Regions from separate parts of the Sus scrofa genome. Here all the other regions are linked to region 2. Evidence: chromatin contacts called from public Hi-C and promoter capture Hi-C data. All regions are on one chromosome and are shown on one strand. Each heading gives the region's core, a stretch centred on a gene start, on an enhancer-like site or on the middle of the called end of the contact. The rest is flanking DNA. Distances are from core to core; before and after follow the strand shown.

Region 1 (3,371 bases), core at 814-3,313, 310 kb before region 2:
CATTTCAGATTTTACATTATAATCCCTTAGCAGCTACCATTTGTCAAGAGTGCATACTATGTACTAAGAGCCTTACGTAGCTTCTTTCATTTAATCTCCACAATCCTGGAGATTAACCCAACTAATAAAGCAGCAATTCAAAGTGCTTAGGTAACTTTAGCCCAAGTTAACAGTGGTAATTAGTGGAGCCAGATTCAAAGGAAACTTCTTTCCCAAAGGCTTCACATGTCTCCCTCTAAACTAGTTCTTAACTCAGGGGTTCACATATCCCTGAGGTCTATGGATGGGCTTCAGACCCTTCAACAACCCTCCCAGTCAATGCATATTTGTAGTTGTAATTTATGCAGATTTCTAAGGCTAGGATCCAAAGCTTTTACTGGGTTCTCAGAGGCATCTATTACTGAAAAAAGTTACCGGTCTAAAAACAAAAACCTCATAATAATAAAGGTACAAGCTCTAAGGTTTATTTAACTAAAGCCAAGGACTGGAGATTCTTAATCCCTTGACCGAGTTTAGCAGCCTTAAAAAGAGTTATCATTCTACTTATTTAACGCGAAACTCTAGGAAGGATCGGAGATAATGATCTCCTTTCCACTACTGCAAAACTAAGAGTCAGAAATACCAAGATCATCCAGCAGGTCTGCGAAGAAAATTCTTATGGCCCGACCTTACGTCTTCCATGGAGACCATGATAGGTTTTGCTTCACAAACCAGACGCCCTGGGAGGCTCCCTCACCGCAGCAGGGACCCCAGCCCCGGCATCTCACGGCCGCCGCAGGGGGCTGGAGGGTCCCAGGCGCTGAAAAGGGCAACGCCCGCCCGCTGGGTCGGGGACAGGGCTGGGGAGGGGGTGGGGAAGGGGAGGGTGTCCCCGAGGGTGTACCCCGCCCGCCGCCACCCCTCACCCAGCCTCGGCCCTGCGGGGGATGGCGGAGGAGGCCCGGAAATACTGACTCCCACTCGGAACCCACCTGCCCGCGAGTTCCTAGGGGTGCGCGGCCGGGCGAGGGCGGCCGCCCGCCTCCTTCCCCATCCGGGGCGCCGGGGTCGCGCCGGCGGCCGAGCACTTCCGGGGCCGCCACAACCTCTGCGGCCAGAGCGTCCTTCCTCTGCCCGCGCGGCCTTGAGGTCACTGCTGCCCCCTCCTGGCCGCGCAAGGGAACTCCCGGCTCCTCTCCCTAGAAGAATGGGTGATGCCTGGAAAGCAAATCCTGGACATGGAGATTGGGATTTGGCACCAGAAAGGCAAAGGACAGAGGCTGGACTGGGAGAAGAGAGATTATAATGGCTACTTTGATCGCGCTCTATTATGAAACCAGACCTTCGGCTAGGGACTTTCGAAGCATCCATGAATACACTAGACACATTCACTAAATTTCTGCAAGTATCAAGCACTGCTGTAGGTGCTAGTGATACAGCAGCTAAGCAATAGAAAAAAAAAAAAATTCCTGCCCTCGTGGAACTTTCTGACTCATGCATTGATCTGTGAAGTGATAATAATGTCGTCCTTTCGCGGAAGACAAAACTGATGCTGGGAGAGGTTGTGACTTGTCCAAGGCCATGCTGCTGGAAAGTGGATTAGTCAATATCAACATCCACTTGTTTTACAGCTTCATTAACCAAGACTGACATCCAGTTGTCTGTAGCTTCAAAGTACAGTTCTTTCTTCTTTGTCTCCTAGAAGGGATGAGGGAGAAGGGCCCTGTGACTGAAAGCAGCCAAACACTTAGAATAGGAGGCTGATAAAGTTCAGTTGAAGTCATGGACATTTTAGAGGATACATAAACAGCTAGGAATAATGAAGAAGCAAAGGGATATAGTAGACACAAAAGTCAGAAAACCTAAATTCACTCACTAGCTGTGTGACTTAGCAAATCACACTAAGATTTGATTTCTTCATCTGTAAAATGGAGATAACACTGTTTACTCTTGGGAGAGTCAACAGGGTCAAATACAAAACTTAAAAATGTTTTATAAAGTGTTGACTGCACTGACTTTGGTCATCCTAACAATGGCAATGGTCGGGAGGAATAAATCCTGCAAAATGATCTCTTTCCATTTCTCTCCAGGTTTCTGTTCCAAGATTTGACAAGACTCCCTGGTTTAGCAAGGCCAGCCTCACGAACAAGCCATTAATACTCAGCCTCCCCAAAAGGTAATAGCTCAGCCACTGAGAGCAAAGGTCTCAAGAAAGACCTCATAGAAGATGATTTCTTAAGAGTTAGGGGCAATTATTCAAGGGGCACAGCTGGTCGGTTGAGGGAAAGAAGTAAAGTGCTAAAAAATCAGAAATGGTCAAGGTTTCTGAGACAAAAGTGAGCCCTGAGAATTGGCCTGGCTGAAGAAGGCCAATTAACCTTCCTCTGTACCACCACAACTAAACAATACAAGAGAATTTTTGGGAGTTCCCTTTATGGCTCAGTGGCTTGAGAGTCTGATATAGTGTCTGTGAGGATGTGGGCTCAAACCCGGGCCTTGCTCGGTGGGTTAAGGGTCTGGCATTGCTGCAAGCTGCAGCGTAGGTCACAGATGCGACTGGATCATGACTGGTGTGGGACTTCGATTGCAGCTCTGATTTGACCCCTAGCCCAGAAGCCTCCATGTGCTGCAGGTACAGCCATTAAAAAAAAAAAGAGAAAGGGGGAAAAAGGAAGAAAAATATATACAAAAGAATTCTACCCATAGGCACTGACTTTCAAAAAACTTCCATCCTCTTCATCATTTTACCTTTTCTCCTCGCATTAGTTTGAAATTTACAAATTTTAACTGCGACCTATGCTGCAGCTGTGGCAAAGCCAGATCCTTAACCCACTGTGTGGGGCCAGAGATTGAACCCTCACTTCCATCTGGACCTGAGCGACTACAGTTCAGATTCTTAAGCCACAGTGGGAACTCCTCCTCCCCCAGTTTCGATGCTTGAATTTGGTGACAGACACCGGGCTGGAAGGGGGGAATGAAAGGGAGGGTAGGTAAGAGGTTCACGTAGGGGTGAATGGGAGAAATCAGGGAAGATTAAGGAAAGGGCAGGCCAGGAGACAGGTCCATAGGCACATCATAGATGAAAAGTTGGCTCCCTGGCATGTAACGTCATTTGCTAGAAAGACTATACTCTCTGAAAAGAGTTCCCCTGTTGGTAGCTGTCACATACCCTCCTGCCATGAATAAATGACTCTCCATGAGGAATACTCTCTCCTCATCCCCCTTCCAATAACAGGTACCTTTGCTTTGTCCGATGCACTTTTTAAAAACCACATTCTCAGTAAGCAGCTAGACAGTTCTGTGTATTTTCAGAGCACCTATGAAGTACTTGTTGTTCGGTTTTGTTTTGTTTTGTTTTGTTTTTCATAGCTTTGAATATATTTGAACTCTAG
Region 2 (2,996 bases), core at 237-2,736:
CTTGGCTAAATAGTACTGCAATGAACATAGGGGTGCATGTATCTTTTCAAATTATTATTTTCTCTGGATATATGCCCAGGAGTGCGATTGCTGGTTCATATGGTAACTCTATTTTGAGTTTCTAAGGAAATTCCATACAGTTCTCCATAGTGGTTTCACCAGCTTACTGTCCTACCAACAGTGTAGGAGTGTTGTCTTTTCTCCACACCCACTGCAGTATTTATTATTCGTAAATTTTTATGATGGACATCCTGAGTGGTGTGAAGTGATAGCACTTTGCAGTTTTGATGTGCATTTCTATAAAAATTAATGATGTTAAGCATTTTTTTGTGTGCTTTTTAGCCATCTATCTTCTTTGGAGAAAGGTCTGTTTAGATCTTCTGACCACTTTTTAATTTTTTTTTTTCTGGTATAAAGATGTATAAGCTGTTTGTATGTTTTGGAGATTAATATCTTGTTGGTTGCTTTGTTTGCAAAGATTTTCTCCCATTCTGTGGAGTGTCTTTTCTTTTTTTGTCTTTTTTTTAAATGGTTTCCTTTGCTAGCGTGGCTTTGGAATTTCAGTTCCTACAAGATGGCAATGGCTTTAGGCATAATTCTACATTATGGTCACTAGATGGCAGTAGAAACCAGTGCCTCCATGATCTTTAAAAACTATTCACCAATTACTGACTATCTACTCTGCATGAGGTACTTTGTTAGGAACTGAGAGGAGTGGGTGTGGAGAAGGGGTGGGCACAAAGATAAATAAGAGGCAATTTCTGGCTTTCAAGAATTCAGGAGTTAACAGAAAGAAAGATTAACCAAATCAAATTGTGGTAATCCTACAGTAGATGTTTAAACCAATATTATAGTAAAACAGGAGGCAGGGATTAATTCTGACTACAAAAATGGAAGAAGGCTTCACAGAACAAATTTGATATGGACCTTGAAGGATGGGCATAGGTTGGACATAGGGAGTGGGAAGAAGCAAGTAGAGGGGGGAAAGCATTCCAAACAGAGGGTACAAATCTGGGAAGAATATTTAGAGAATAGTAAATATTGAGGTGTGGCAACAAATTAAGATATGTGAAGGAAATAACGGCAATTTTTGGGGGAAGCAAAGTTGGCATCTCGTCATGGGAGTGCTTAACATGGGTGCAGGGCGCTGCCTCTGATACCTGTGATCACTTCCCTGTCTACGGGCTGCATGCTGGGTGAGCAGGCAGTTTTTGGATAAAATACTCTGTCCTTTGTGGCAGAACAGCTTGTCTCAGTGTCCTGGGAAGCCACTGCTGGATCAGAAGCTGAGGACACAAATACTCCCAGGGAGGAGGCTAAGTGGGTGCCTTGCCTGGGTGGGCACCAGGCCAGACTCAGCCTCTCTGAAGAGCCTAGGTGACCTCAGCTTGTTTCCATGTGGGGATGTGGGCAAGGTATTACAAGTCTTCTAATTTTTCAAGAGAAGTCGGAAATACTAATTTATGTGACATTTCCTGCTTTTTAAATGCTGGCACTGACTCATGGTTTAGAAAGCACCAAGTGAGCCAAGCAAAACATAGCTGTGGGCTGGAGCAATCATTCTGTGACCTCTGTTCCAGAGAGTCATCTGCGGGTTCCTTTCCTGGTCTTTGTCATGGCTGAGATCCAGACCCCAATGTCCATGGAGGGAGTTCCTCCTTTCCTAATTTCCCCTTTCGTGTGTAGAAAGCTTTCCTAGCAGTGTCGCTCAGATCCACTCTCCCCAGACCTTCCTGCCAGTTCTGTACCAACCCCTGTCCCCACCCACTCCATCCTGGCATCCTTCTTATGTCTCAAATACATCAGTGCCAGCTTTAACAAGGACCTGATGGTTTATTTGTACTCAGAAACTGTCATTCACAAGTTACTCTGGTCTTCAGAAGTAATTTTCCTTTAAAATCTCGTGCTTCTGTAAGCTTTTAGGTTACACTTAAAATAGTATAGTCTACTTGCATATCTACCTATGGGTTTTAAGCCCTTAGTATTTCCTATTAATGAGAACTAGGGGAGAACTGGGATTTTGTTTTTCTCTTGCTGATGTCCTATTACAGTTGTCAGGATCAAAGGCAAAGGGTGATCAGTATTCCATGTTTCTTGAGTCCATGGAAGCTGGGAATTTGATTCAAGGGCACAAGAGTACCTGAGAAATTGATGATGGAGAGGCATGGAGTGCAGGCTAAGGAAGGAGGGAGGAAGTTTCTTTCCTTCCCTTTCTCTCTTTTCTGGAGATCAGAGCTCCAGGTGGCACAGCAGAAAAGAATAGATTCTAAAGCCAGACTCTCAGAAGTTCCATCTCAGTTCTTCCCCTGATAAGAAAGGTGACTTGGGGCACATTCCTTAGACTCTGTCTCCTCACCTGTGAAGTGGTGATATTAATACTATCTCCTAGAGCTGTTTTGAAGAATAAATAAAATGGCCCAATGTACGCAGAAGGTAAATAAATGGGTATTTTTTTCTTGTACTTTTTTTTTTTTTTTTTAATAGCCATACCTGCGGCATGTGGAAGTTTCCAGGCTAGGGATTGTCAGAGCTGAAGCTGAGGCCTGTTCTACAGCCACAGCCATAGCAACAGCAATCTATGCCCCAGCTTGTGGCAATACTGGATCTTTAATCCACTCAATGAGGCCAGGGATCAAATCTGTGTCCTCATGGACTCTACCCATGAGCCACAATAGGAACCCCTTGTGTGTGTGTTTTTAATATGAATGTTGCCATAGCATTTATTTTCAAAGACCAATTACAGACCTTCAGATCCTTTTTAACTCCCCTTTCTTTTCCTATCTCATTGTGAACTTTTTTGCAGAGAACTGGATTCTGTCCAGTGGTTTCCTGCTTATATTACTAGGGCTTAGAAGAGGGAGGGAGGGGCTGAAGGCTTGTCCTGGAAATCCTAGGGAATGAGTCTCCTCAGGAAGTTTGGATGCCAGTGGATGTTTTGGACTGACCCCAGTGAGGTCTGCTTCCCACATGTGTCCCAGTGAAAATGTATGGAGGTC
Region 3 (3,150 bases), core at 559-3,058, 430 kb after region 2:
AGCACTCAGCCTCCCTTCCAGTCTCTGGCATAGAACTGCTGAGTGACTTGCTAGAACGGATCCCTCTTCTCTGCGTCCCCTGGGTATTGACGGTCTGGGGCAGCCCCGCCACCAGCTGGCTACGCGTCTATGTCTGTTTTACCTTTTGCTCTCTCCTGCTCACAGCCCTAGTGCAATTAATTGTTGAGTCTTGACTCGGGCCATCTGCTCTGTCTTTTTATCATCCCACAGTGTAAGGAAATATGTAACACTGTGGTTGTTTGAAAAAGTACTCTCAGGGCTCCCGGACCTGGTGAACAAATACAGCTGTTCTATTTTGGGTTACTGCGTTTTCTTCTCGGAAGAGCCTAATTCCGGTCTATGTCTTGGGCATCCTGCCATGGACACTTTGCTCCTCCCCCACACCCTCTCCCCAGATCACCTACTCCATTTTTACCCAAAGGGTTGGTTCTGCACAGAGAAGGAAACGTGTGGCGTGATGAGGAGAGGATGGGTGTGTTGTGGTACCCGCTGATCTACAGACTTGAGCATGACATCGGCTACTCTTCTGGAATTGGGGACAGGAGTACTCTGCCGTACAGTGGTTATAACCATACTCTCACTAGCCTTTATGCACTGAAAACCTGTTTCCTGTAGGCAAAGATAAGCCCAGGCATTGACTAGGACTCTGTTCATCTTATTCTGATCTAACTTGAGGTCCCCAGTCTCTGACCTAGCCATCAGAAATAGAAGTTCCTACTGTCTGACCTTTACCAGGGAGAGACTTTTCTAACCCAGAGGAACCACAGGGGAAACAAGAATTATCAGACTAACCCCAACAAGGGAACATGGAGAGACTGACTATTCATTTATTTTCTTTGCAGTGGAATCTCCCACAGTCAAGAACATCCTTAAAGAGTTAATAATATTTGTAGATATGAGCAAGTAAATAAGAAAAATAATGTAAAAGAGACCAGGATAAAAAGAGGGGAATAGAAAGAATACCTTTATTTATGTGATGAAAGTACTAAAAAGATGATTACCTCCTACATAATGTATTGGACAAAGTGATGTCTATAAGTTGTGAATGGTAGAGAAAGACTGTGAGGAACAGTATTGGATTAAGTTGCCGAGGTAAACGGTTGGCCAATGTGCACATACAGATGTGAAAACACATATCTCTGCCCTTAAAATATACAGGTTAGCTACTTAAAAGAAATTAACAGTGAATACCTTCAGCATTGTTCAAAAAGCATATCTCCTCGAGTATCTATGGGGTTTATGAATATGATGGGAGAGCGGAAATGGTCTCTCTCTTATTTCCTTTTTAAATAAATTCCATGGTCAGATGCTCACTAGCAGAACAGGTAAACCAAGTAGGTATATCAGTGACTCAGAGCTTCAAAGTGACAGCTCATAAAGGAATACCAGAATTCTTATATTGCAAAGAAAAAAAAAAAAAAATCTTCAGAAGCAGTGCCCCTGCCACTGTGCCTCACCACTGCCATTGATGAAAAAAAGGAAGGAAAAGAGAGACAGGAGGGTGTTTGACCACACTTTACAATTGCTGAGGAGAAAAGGAGAAAAAGTGAACAATTCTGGAGTCAGATTATTTCCAAGTGACCATAAGCTGCCATCGGCATGACCTGGAGGAAAGGACATGCCAGTGGTGCATCTTACCTGAGCATAGAGGTGCAGGCAGATGTAGGTGAGACACAGGAGCAACCCCAGACCCTGAATTACGGAGGCCACCAACAATAGCTTGTTCCTCAAGAGTCTTCGTCCTGGTGCGTTTCCCACATTTTCATCTAGGGGTTGGACCCCTTCCATCTTCACAATCTGGATGCAAGGAAGATAAAAACTGTGACACACAGGAATCTGACAGAGGGAAGAATGATCTCTTTCCAGCAAAGAAGGAGATAAAGCCAAAAGAAGGCGTATCAATTAGAAAATACACAGAGCTCCCAGGACCAGAGATAAGAGGCAATTGAAAGAGCAGAGCGGACTCTCTCAGTTTTAATGCTGCAGCTTTTGCAGGCAGGCGGGGGAACTTCTTTGTGACTAATCTGAATTTCCCCTTTACTTTCTTTCTTTTTTTTCTCTGGGCTAACAGGGAGTTGTTTTTGTGGCATTCCAGTTCTGATTTGAGTGACTGTGAAATGACAGTCATAAAAGTGTGCTATTTTCTTAATTTCTCATTGCACCAGTAACCAAATTGTGGGTCACTTGATAAAGATAAAAATCATCATCCGTTGATGTAGGAACTCATCTATCCCTTCCCCAAGACGTCTTAATCTTAGAAGAGATTTAAGGGAAATGCTAGGCTTAAGTTCTTGTCCACACCCTATTGGGTAACTATAAGCATTGAACTTATTCTTCAGATTTGAGGGGAAAAAAAAAAAAAACGCACATACAGACCATTCTTGAAATGAAAAAAAAGAAAAAAAAAAGAAAAAGAGGAGTTCCCGTCGTGGCGCAGTGGTTAACGAATCCGACTAGGAACCATGAGGTTGCAGGTTCCGTCCCTGCCCTTGCTGGGTGGGTTAACGATCCGGCGTTGCCGTGAGCTGTGGTGTAGGTTGCAGACGCGGCTCGGATCCCGCGTTGCTGTGGCTCTGGCGTAGGCTGGTGGCTACAGCTCCGATTCGACCCCTAGCCTGGGAACCTCCATATGCCGCGGGAGCGGCCCAAGAAATAGCAACAACAACAACAAAAGACAAAAGACAAAAAAAAAAAAAAAAAAAAAAAAAAAGGAAAGAAAAAGAAAGGATGAAAATAGGACAATAGATCAGGCAGAAATAAAGGAGTAATATCTTCTAGTTTTGGACCATTGCATCGTAGTAAATAAATAAACTAGCATATACTGAGCATCTACTATGTGTCAGGCACTGTGCTTTCAACCTTACAATCTTATTTTCTCATTTAATTCTTTGAAACAAATTTAGTGAACACTTACATGATTAATTTTAAGCAGAGCAGGAAAGAAGCAGAAGAGTATCCTGACTTTTTCTCCTTCCCTCTCCTTTACATCTTCTCCATACATAATTTTTGCATGAATGAACAAATTAATAGTTTCAGATAAGCTTTGAGGTTGTTCCTTTGTTTTAGGTTAGGAGTAGACTCAGAATTTGGAAAGTAAGAATATTCTACCAAGAGAATCTACTTGCCCTT
Region 4 (3,345 bases), core at 199-2,698, 320 kb after region 2:
TCTACTCCTATTCAGTGCCATTTCCCTCCTCTGAGATACACTAACCACCTGTTACTTACCTTATTCTGTCTAATATCTCTTTATGTCTTTTTCCTCAACAAGACTGTAACTTGAATCCCATTCCTTGAGGGAAAGCCTCGTGTTTTGCATCTTATTATTTATGCTAAGAGGGTTTAGCAAAGGTCTAGAAAAGAAGGAAATACTCCAAAGGCTTCTGTCAATTGACTGATTCCCTCTAACTCATTTCTGCTGCTAACACTTAGAACTTTCTACTACTTTTTATTTCAAAACATTTATATAAGCCTCAAAATCCATATGCCATGACAAAACTGGAATTATATTTACATTATCTGTACCCACATGTCTCTATCTTCAAGTTAGCTCTAACAATACTGAGTGACATTGATAATAACTAGACTTACCAAAGCAAAATGGAGTACAATAAACAGCAACCTTAGGTACTGTTGTCTCCTTACCTTGAGTGGGAGAAAAGTTAAGATTAGTGCACTGAAGGAGCAAAGTAATAGCAAAATAACTATTGTTGAGTAGAGTAGCCATTGCTTCCAGGATGGTCTCTGTGCTGCGTGAGGACTTGAATGGCTTAAAGGCATATTCTCCATGTGGCTCAAACTCATTCTCTGCAGGAATGAGAGTTGTGAAAAGCAGAAATTCAGAAGTAATGAGCACATGATTCAACTAGTCAGTTTTGTAGTATAGCACTAAGTAGTGGGTGTAAGAGGCGGAGTTTTCCTTCTGATCTGGGTGTTGGAAAACGATACTTTTAGCCTAAGTGCTGACTAACATTTGGCACCAGACCAAAGGTGCTGGAACTGAGGGCTAGAAGCCAACACAAACACAGATGATTTAAAAAAAAAAAACCCAACAAGGGAAGTTAAGAGGAAAAATAAATATTTTCTGAAGCAAGAGGAACTATGGAACTATTCAACATTACAAATTATTTCCAGATAAGAAAATTACTTTTGTAAGAAAAAGAATGAAATTCAAGATGAAGGTCTATCATACTCCAAATATCATGTTTGTGGGAGGCAGTAGGTCAGGGAGCTAAGGATGCTGGGGTTCATGGTTTGGGAAAAATATTTTCATCAATTGCTAGGGTATACAATGTGTCCATTCTGAGATAATCTCTAGAAAACAGTAATGTATTACTAGAATTTTATTTTTAAAAATATGTCAATAACAACAAGCTTAGTTTTTTCATACCTCACCATTTTAATACTCTGAAATTTCAATGCTGACATCAGACAGAAATAAAGTTATCATAGAAAAGGATATTTTCATGCACCCTGTCCTACCATCTGAGTTTACACTCTATTCCAAAAAACTTCCTAGCACTAAAACTGTTGATTTACTACACTAAAATTGAGGAAATCTCCGGTTCTCTCTCCTGGTTCTTTATGCCTTAGCCTTTTCATTTGTTAAATGGAATGCCTACTTTTTTTTTTTTTAACAGAGTTCCAGAACCACATAGTAGACAAAAACATGGACTTTTAAATCTGACAGACCTGAGAGGGGAGCCTGGTCCTGCCCAGCCTTTATCTTCAGTGGCCTTCAGCATTTGCTTGATTTCTTTGTTTCTTGGCTATAAAATGGAGAAAAATTTCAACTTCAAAGACTTCTTCAAGAATGAAACAGGCATGAAAGGTTTGGCTCATAAGAAGTGTTCCATAAGTGTTTCTCTCTTCTCCACCCTTCTTAGATGTGTTGTGAAGACTGAGTCGATTACGAAATCCTGGAAAAAAATTTTTTTAATATTTAACACAGAGGACAATTCAACTGAAGTTCATTTAAATGGAAGGAAATAAAATGAAAGTATTTAAAAGAAAAAAAATTATAAAGAATCAAATATTTCATGTGAAGGGAAAAGCCTTGATATTTAACATCTCCATTTATGAAAGAGACCGCAAAGGATAATAGAGGTTGAGAGGTATATCACACCACTAACAGCTGGGTAAGAGTGGAGTGGGAACCTGGGCCCAGGGGTACCTAAGTTTTTTTTAAGCCCATCATCTTGTTTTAGTACCACTGTAACTGCAGCAATATTTCTCACTGAGTTGTCAGCTTTAACATGGCCCTATTTTACCTTGATCAAATAGTATCTCTGAAGCGAAGAGTCACCAAACCACACAAGAATAATTTTTCCATACAAAATTATTATTTTTGTGGCTCTGCCCTAAATGCTTTGATGTAGGGATGAATAATAAACCGACTCCAGAAGAGTCATGCAACGTATCTACAATTCTCCCTTTTCATCAGATCCGAAATGCATGTGTATCAGCACAGAATTTAAAATTGACCACTGAAAAGTCAGACTCCTTTCTGCTTCTCTGATTCGTTGCTTCTCCAGATTTCTCTTCAAATTTGGGGTAAAATTGCCTCTGCTTACTCACTTCAATAAATATTTAAATAAGGCTATGTTCCAAATAAAATCCAGTTCCTTCTTCTTCTGCCCTTAACCAAGATGAGGCTCTGGAATATCCTGATTAATTATTTCAACCTTATGAAAATATCTTTAAAAAGATGACAATGCTTATCAGAAGAATACATTCCAAGGCTTCTTTCCATGAACCAGGTTCTGAAATGAAGAAATTTCAGTTTAGGACAAGTGACAGTAGGGAAGACTTTTGAGAGTCTGATAGCTTACACTAAAAAGAGACCAGTGTAAGCTATCAGAATTGACATCTTAGATGTGAGAGCTCAAGATGTGACAAGAAATAAATGAACACCAAACCCAAGCTCTTATGTTTATGTCTTGTCACTGTCTCATACTCAGAATAAGATTTTTTTCAATTAAGTCCAATTAGCAAATCCATGTCAAAGATTGTCTAGCAGCCTAGTACTATGCTAAGAGCTTTGAGAGATATTTAAAAAAGCACAGATGTCAAGGAATTTGCAATGCAGCTAGATTAAAACCCTTGCACATAGCATAACATGAACCCAAATGAATGCTAGAAGAGAGAGCCTCGGAAAGCAGAAAGATCTAGAAAAGTTAAAATAGTTGAGAAGACAGGTTGGAAATGGATTGTTTGAAGGATAATGGAGGGGACTCTTGAGGCAGAGGTAAAACTTGAGATGTAAATATCCATAAATGTTCAAGATTTTTAAAAAGAATGCAATATGAACAATGACAAAACACCATACTTTTAAATAGATCTGGTAGTTCTCATTCAAAAGCTGCAAAATGAGGAATTTCAGAAAAACATGTAGAAGAATATTTTCTTCCTATTTTTTTCAGATTAAAAAAAAGCATGCAAGATACACCAGATTAAGCAGCTTAAAGTGGTTGTTTTGAATTCAGAATGAATTATATATAGAGAAACTTGGCTA

Evidence for each region. Promoter capture Hi-C pulls out the DNA fragments that hold promoters and counts their contacts. A called contact is a pair of places that touch in the nucleus more often than the background predicts.
Region 1: a promoter capture Hi-C map of liver shows a contact between it and region 2, with 5 times the contacts expected there. The contact joins the promoter of C9H1orf105 here to the enhancer-like site in region 2. A contact is called at or near these places in 3 of 5 promoter capture datasets (fetal liver, fetal skeletal muscle and liver), 8 of 47 Hi-C or Micro-C datasets (alveolar macrophages, embryonic fibroblasts, fetal heart ventricle and 5 more) and 1 of 2 datasets of contacts at active chromatin or transcription factors (alveolar macrophages).
Region 3: a contact with region 2 is called in a Hi-C map of liver, with 3 times the contacts expected there. The contact joins the promoter of TNFSF4 here to the enhancer-like site in region 2. A contact is called at or near these places in 1 of 5 promoter capture datasets (liver), 28 of 47 Hi-C or Micro-C datasets (adipocytes, adipose tissue, alveolar macrophages and 17 more) and 2 of 2 datasets of contacts at active chromatin or transcription factors (alveolar macrophages and skeletal muscle).
Region 4: a Hi-C map of liver shows a contact between it and region 2, with 9 times the contacts expected there. The contact joins the promoter of TNFSF18 here to the enhancer-like site in region 2. A contact is called at or near these places in 4 of 47 Hi-C or Micro-C datasets (heart right ventricle, liver and subcutaneous adipose tissue) and 1 of 2 datasets of contacts at active chromatin or transcription factors (alveolar macrophages).

Annotation. Positions count from the first base shown.
Region 1 is chr9:114,826,351-114,829,721 of Sscrofa11.1, forward strand. It overlaps C9H1orf105, which reads left to right and starts at 2,064. Exons shown (of 6, transcript XM_021063651.1): 1 at 2,064-2,155. The coding sequence starts at 2,064. It also overlaps a transcript of PIGC not described here.
Region 2 is chr9:115,137,200-115,140,195 of Sscrofa11.1, forward strand. No RefSeq gene overlaps it. Among named protein-coding and RNA genes, the nearest start is that of FASLG, 70 kb to the left of the region's middle. Within about 2 kb of position 1,487, at least 19 of the 83 cell types and tissues checked have an H3K27ac peak or open chromatin away from gene starts, as enhancers often do. A contact at or near this core is called in adipose tissue, alveolar macrophages, liver and 5 more, where this site is marked.
Region 3 is chr9:115,570,459-115,573,608 of Sscrofa11.1, forward strand. TNFSF4 (TNF superfamily member 4) reads right to left here and starts at 1,809. Exons shown (of 3, transcript NM_001025217.1): 1 at 1,660-1,809. The coding sequence starts at 1,809.
Region 4 is chr9:115,459,201-115,462,545 of Sscrofa11.1, forward strand. TNFSF18 (tumor necrosis factor ligand superfamily member 18) reads right to left here and starts at 1,449. Exons shown (of 3, transcript XM_005667782.3): 1 at 477-1,449. The coding sequence starts at 689.